2 separate regions of the Anser cygnoides genome follow, and region 1 is linked to region 2. A link is a contact called in public Hi-C data. All regions are on one chromosome and are shown on one strand. The core of a region is the stretch at or near the end of the contact, and the rest is flanking DNA. Distances in the headings are between cores, read along the strand shown.

The links. Hi-C and Micro-C count contacts between places; a contact is called where the count stands out from the background.
Region 1: a Hi-C map of liver shows a contact between it and region 2, with 2.4 times the contacts expected there. The contact joins the promoter of KATNB1 here to the promoter of RHPN2 in region 2. A contact is called at or near these places in 2 of 7 Hi-C or Micro-C datasets (both in liver).

The regions. Positions count from the first base shown.
Region 1 is chr12:11,453,384-11,456,472 of Taihu_goose_T2T_genome, reverse strand. It overlaps KATNB1 (katanin regulatory subunit B1), which reads right to left and starts at 1,695. Exons shown (of 19, transcript XM_067004638.1): 1 at 1,539-1,695. The coding sequence starts at 1,578.
Region 2 is chr12:11,202,791-11,206,232 of Taihu_goose_T2T_genome, reverse strand. RHPN2 (rhophilin Rho GTPase binding protein 2) reads right to left here and starts at 1,489. Exons shown (of 15, transcript XM_048068841.2): 1 at 1,263-1,489. The coding sequence starts at 1,331.

The DNA.
Region 1 (3,089 bases), core at 446-2,945, 250 kb before region 2:
GGGGGGCCGATAGGAAAGTATGATGCTGTGAGGGCTTCACAATGACAGAATTCTAGGAAAACCTTTTCATATGGAAACAAGTTTGGGGACAAAAGAGAAGCCAAAAGAGCATTTTTGCGTAGATAACTATTTTTATAATGGACTTTAAAATCCACCAAAGCTTTTGGCAGGAGCTTCTGGCAGATGCATTTACTATTTTTTCCTCTTACTGTTCTCTTCTTTGAAAGTTCACTGGATTTGCATGCCTAATAGTTACGAAACTTATTTGTAAAAGGGTTAGGTTGTAATCAATTCTACTTTTGTTCAGGTTGTTTTGGTGGGAGGGGCAACTTGAAAATTTAAAATGCAACCCTAACCCGAAAGGACATTAGACAGCTGCAACAATAATTACAGGTACTTTGATCTCAGTCTCCCAGAGCATTTTTTTGAAAGCAAAACTGTGCAACTTTCACTTTAGCTGGAGGAATACCTTTCAAATTACAAAGGTAAATGGACTGTAAATTAAACGAGAACAAATCTGAAAATATGCTTGTGCTGTGTTGAAAGACCAATCTTCCCTATGACAATGCTAAAGTATGTATGTACACACAGAACTGATGACAACAAATAATACAACCGGTATTAACAGCCCAACTCACTAGTTAAAATTGAAAGTATACATGCTAAACATTGCCGCTAATACGAGTACATCAGCAACTCCATTTTTTCTCCCCCTCTTAATTTTGTTCATAATAATATAGTGGTAGTTTAAATGTCATTGCCGAAGCACAGAACTCTACTCATAAAGCCAGGTTAGAGGCTCGCTCCAGCCTTGGCCAGACAGCAACACCCTTGCCCCCAGTGAAGTGCCAGTTCCCGAAACCCACAGCGTGTTTTCACAGCGTGCTCACCCCCGGCTGATGTCACCCACCAGCTCAACGATCAGCTCCTAATGAGCATCACCGAAACGCTTCTAACGCCCAGAACCCTTCTCTCTAAGGACAATGCTCAGACAGGACAGAGCCGAGCAAAACGAAGTATCAAGAACTTCTGCCCACTTAAAGATGATGGATATTTGAGACCAACCGACCTCTTAGTAGTTTTTCCTACAACTCTAGAGCCTCAGGAAGAGGAAGGTAACACAGAAAACACAAGAAACTGCGAAGTTAATTATCTCAGCTCCATCCGTTGCCAGCTGACAACACCATTCCCTGCTAGCCGAACCCCAGGCCCCAAACCCCCGGCCCGGAGCGAAGGTGTCTGCAGGACCGCCTGCTCCCGCAGCTTCTGACCAGCCCCTGGCAGCCCCCGTGACACCACCGAGCACCGGGGCGGCGAGGCGCTGAGCGTCACCGCCCCTCCCGAGGGAAGGCACCGGGCGCAGAGCGGCGGGTGCTCGCCGCCCCTCGCTGACAGCGCAGCCTCAGGGGACGGAGCCGCACAGCACCCGCGGCTGCGGCCCGGGCTCCGGGGGCGGCCGCCGCGCCCTCGGCAGGGGAGCCCGGGGCCGCCGCGACCGCGGCAGGGCGCGGGTCCGGGTGGGAGCGGCGGGCACTCACGCAGCTTCCAGGCCGCCTTCGTGCTGACGGGCGCCGCCATCTCCCGCCGCTGCCAGGCTCCGCGCCCGGGCCCGGCACCCGCGGCGCCCCCCTCCCCCCCCCCCCTCTTCCCGGCCCCGCCGCGCCGCCGAGCCGTGCGGTTGCCCGGGCTCCGTGAGCCTCCCGGCCAATGGGAGCCGCGGGAGGGGCGGTTGCCCCAGCGACCGCGGGGCGGCTGGGCCACTCGCAGCGCGGCTTCTTGGAGCCTGTGCGAGCGCGGCCAATGAGGAGGGAGGCGCGCGGGGGCTGAGGCCGGCGTTTCATGGCGGGGGAGGCGGGGCTGGGCCCTGTCAGAGCCGTGCTTCTCTCCTTCCCTTCGTCCCGGGCGCCGCCGGCAGCTGCTAGGTCAAAAGAGAAGGCAGAGCTGTAGCTTCGCGCTCGCACTCGACAAAATGTGTTAGCTGATCCTTAAGGGGCAGCTGCTGTGTCCCTGGTGCTTGTAAATTTTTTTTTAAAATAAATATATTCTGGTGGCTCTTCTGGTATGGAATTAATATGGATCAATAAATAATCCTACGCTTGCTTGCTTCTTCTTTGTTTATATATTTTTTAAATTCCTGTCTAGAAACCTTAGGGCTTTCTTTCCCCTCAGTTCCCTGGGGTCCTAAACCCTTCACGAGTTCAGTCCTAGTGATTTGGAAATTGGGCTAGATCCTTAAATTCCTTCAGTTCTTTTTCAGCAGTGTGCTCTTACCTGAACGCCTCTCATTTAAGTACCTCAGAAGAGTGAGTTATTTTAAAAGTTTTTTGCTTTCGTGGCCTGTTTCTACGCTGAGTAGAGGGGGATAATCATGGAATTGTAGAATATCCTGAGTTGGAAGGGACCCACAAGGATCAGAGAGTCCAAATCCTGGCTCCGCACAGGGCAACCTAAGAATTAAACCATGTGTCTAAGAGCATTCTGTGATTCTGTGAAATCCTAGGTCACCATGTCAGCAGCACATTGCACAGAGCTGTGAGGAGCAGCATGTTGGTGGCTGCTCCAATGGCCAGACCCTCGGGGAACGCGATGCGCTTGGAGCATTAAAGACCTTGGAGCTCCAAAACCCAGGAGCTCCCTAGGAGCTGGGAGGCCCTGTCACACCCCGGGATTTACCCTGGCCAGTGTCAGACACTGCAACTGCCACCCACAGGAGGCACAAATGCTCAGTTTTCGATAGGTGCACACAAAAGGGAGTGAATCATACCCTCAATCAACACATAATCCGCTTAAAGTATCTATCACACTTAAAATGGGCAGCTACCATAAAATAATGAGTCTAATCTGCTCTGGGTCATGGTGTATTTCAGCTGTAATGACCATTATTCTGCTATACCCCAGGAAAATATGTTTTACCACAGGAAAATATGTTTTTGCCTTTCCCCCAGCTTTAATCTGTGTAGCCTTTGCTGAAAATGATCATTACAGGTTGTTCCTTGAAGAAAGTAGTTGTCAGGAGCTGTAGGCAGCACCACCATATGTGTCTACTATGCCTAATCTACTCTAGAGAAAATCAGAAATTGTTTCCTAGC
Region 2 (3,442 bases), core at 240-2,739:
CCTTTTCAGCATATGGAGTTTACACAGCCCTAATGCTGTTTCAGTGAACTTATCCCTAGTGTACAATAACGTCATCAAGAAGGACCCAGCCCTCCAGCCAGTCTCAGTGCAGCAGGTATATTCCTCTCATGACTTACAAAGCACAGCGTGACTGTTAAACTGCAGCCTGTCCCCACCAGTAAGAACAAGTGGGAAAGACAATTTGTATCTAACTTAACAAAAACTTGACTAACTTCAACAAAAACTTGTCAAGTTCTATTAACATGCCTACTACCAAGGCAGCCCGCAAGCATCCAGTACTCTAGAAAGTACAGCTGTGAAAACTCTAAATAATTACAACTTTGCCACACTTCATGATTTCCTGCTGTGGACTACTAAGTGATTACTCACCATATATTATAGTAGGATTACTCAAGTGAAGAAACCAGACAAGATTTGGTCAAAGTTTCGCTTCAGTCTGCCTAGCTGTTTATGTGGCAGCACTGATTCCTCACAGCATGGCAGGCACAAGTAAAACTTCGCCCTCTTCATCTGCAAGCAGTCCCTCTGCTAAAGGGCAATACTGTTTGCTTAAGCTTTGCAGGCTTATGAATACAGGGACTACTGGGAGCAAAAGCCAAACGTTTTGTGAAGGAGGCAGCAGAACAAAGCAAATGTGCCTCCCTGGGGTGTAATCCAGACGGCAGCTGCAGCGTAGCGCAGGGTTGGATGTCTGTGTGTAGAGGAGCGCGGCATTTACGTTTTGTTTTCCCCACAGAATAAGCAGTTTATGGTCTCCAATACACAAGTGCCACCAAAAACGACCCCACACCCCCCATGCCCCAAGGCCTCACGTCCTGGGGCTGCTGCTGGGCCGAAAGAACCGGGGCACGAGCCACCCAGTCAGTCTGGAGAGTAATTAGGGCAGATGTTTATTAAAAACTTCCTAACGAGCCTGTTAACTTCACTGCTTCACTCCAGTGAGCTTTCCTACAGGTACACAAGAGAGCTAGCCCGAGAGCTAGCGAGGAGACGTAGTGAGAAACGAACAGAAAAACATGTAGGAAAGGGGAGAGAGAAAAAAAAAAAAAAAAGAAAGTCAGGTGGAATTTGGCTCGTTTTGTGAAGGCGCGAGAGCACCTCAGAGCTTGTAGCGGGCAGCAGGGACCCCGTGGGCGTCCTCCGGGACCCCGGCCCGCCTGAGCCCTGAGGGTGCTGAGGGTGTTAAAGGTTGCGCAGGGGGGCGGCCGCCCCGGCCCCCTGGGGCACAGCCTGCCTCTCACCTTCCGAAAGTAGCTGTCCTCCGCTGGCTCCGCCGCCTGGCAGCCGCGGGGCGGCAGGGCGTCCGTCATCTCCAGGCGAGTCCCTCTCCTGCTGCTGCTGCTGCTCCTGCTGCTGCTGAGGCAATCGCTGCTGTGGGGGATCTGCGACCCTGCGGGAAATGTCGGCGCTGCCCCACGGCGCCGCCCGGCTCCACCTCCGGCAGCGGGGAGGAGCTGCCCCGCCTCACGGCGGTGCCCCTCACCGCTCCCTGAGCGGGTGGCCCCGGCACGGCGACCCCCGGTATGGCACGGCCGTTCTCTTCGCGTTCCGCCCTCACAGCCTGCGGGGACCTGGCAGTCCCTGTCCCGGCAGGATGAGGCGCCCCTCGTCCGGGGCCGGACGGTGACTGAGGGGGAACGGGTGCTCCGCGCCCCGCTGCGCCGCCTCCGCCGCGCTCCTCCCCGGCCCCTCCGGCTGTTCTCCGCGCTCCTCCGGAGCGTGCCGGAGCCTGGCCGGGCGCCTCGAAGGCACCGCTCGCCTCACGCCGCTTCCCCCCGGCCTCCCCGCACCGCCGGGCCAGGCGGCAGCCCCTGGGGGTTCCGCCATGTGCCGTGTCCCCACACACACGGAGCTTTCCCGGGCGCGGGGGTCGCCTCAGCGAGCTGGCCCCTCAGCGCGGGTCATCCCCACAGCAGCGGAGCTGGCCCCGGGGAGGCCGGAGCTCTCCTTAGTCGGGAGGGACCCCAGACCCCAGGGGGAGGTGGCATGGCCCTGGGCCCCGGCCCCGGTAAGGGCAGCAGTGACTTGGGGAGAGGCAGGGCTGGCCTCGAAGCTGGGAAACCGCTGTGGAGTCAACCTCAGAACTGCAAAAATGTGCGGTGTTCGCAGGGAAAACGGCGTGTCTCCAAAATCTTCCATTGAGCAACTGGTTCTGCAAATGTTTGTACTGGGCGCTCAAGTAAGGAAATGGCCAATATTGGTTACAGATACTACCCAGGCCTAACCTGCGGAGTTATGTGGGCTTTTAGCACTTAAAGGCAAAATACTTAAAGCTTATTACTGAACATATCTTATCCCCCTTCCTTCTCAGTTTTTCATCTTTCTTAGCAGCGCAGTGTAGTGGTAATCTTCAGGAGTCAGGAAAAAATCTGCAAAGATAACTTTATCAAAGAAAAATGTCTTTGGAATTACATCCTTAACTGAAACTTTCTTTGAAAACCAGGGTGTCTCCAGAGAGTTATGCAGAGCAGTCTGGTTAAGCAGTGTCTACGGCACGGTTTTAAGGAAGAACGCTGGAGTCAGCAACTCAGAAACTGGGACCCAAGGATCTGATGTTGTCTCTCTTGAAGTCAGTTAAATTTTGTTCTTTCAGATTTTGTTCACTCTCACCCCAGTACCTTTTCCTTTTTTTCAGTAATGGTAAAGATACTGCATGAACACATCAAAGAATATAAGGAGAAATGATATAAGGAGAAATAATATAAATAAGAAATAATAATTATAAACAAGTAGAAATAGGTAAAAATGGAGAAGCAGTTTAACTTCCTTCAGTTTCTCTTTAGAGGTTATAAAGTTTTTTAAATTATTTTATCTACTATTAGAAAATATGCTGACCTTCAAAAAGTATTTGAAAAATTAAACTTTGCAAAATCAGTGTAAATCTCTCATATAATACATAGTTTAAGTTAGTATCAATAAGAGATAAATTAGTAATTTGTCAGCATAGGCTATGCCGGTACAATCTGGCAGTCAAAGCAGTATTAATGTGACTATCTCAGAAGTTTGCACTGCTTTCACTGCATTTATTGAAACTGGACCTCATTGAAAGGGTACAGCTATTACTCCAAAAAAAAAAGTCATAAGGGCTTGTTAGCCTGGCAAGAGGGTCAGGCAGTTAACAACAGGACAAGTGACTGTCATTATGGTGTGTGCAGAGCACAAACTTGCTTAAGTTTCTGCAGAGAATGATACCAAATATCATTTAGCATATCTTGCTTATAAACTGCAGCCTTTCTCAGTGGCTGGTGGCTACTTTGATTGAAACAAAGTCAGCTGTGTTACACACAGCAAACTTCACCAGCAAATTCAAGAGTCCGAGATACCTCTAACAGGCTTCCTCCTCCATGCTGAGTGTCCTGAGAATATCTTCCAACACTCTCAGAACTGCCAGATTAGACCGTGCCTTTCCCTTGCTTTGATA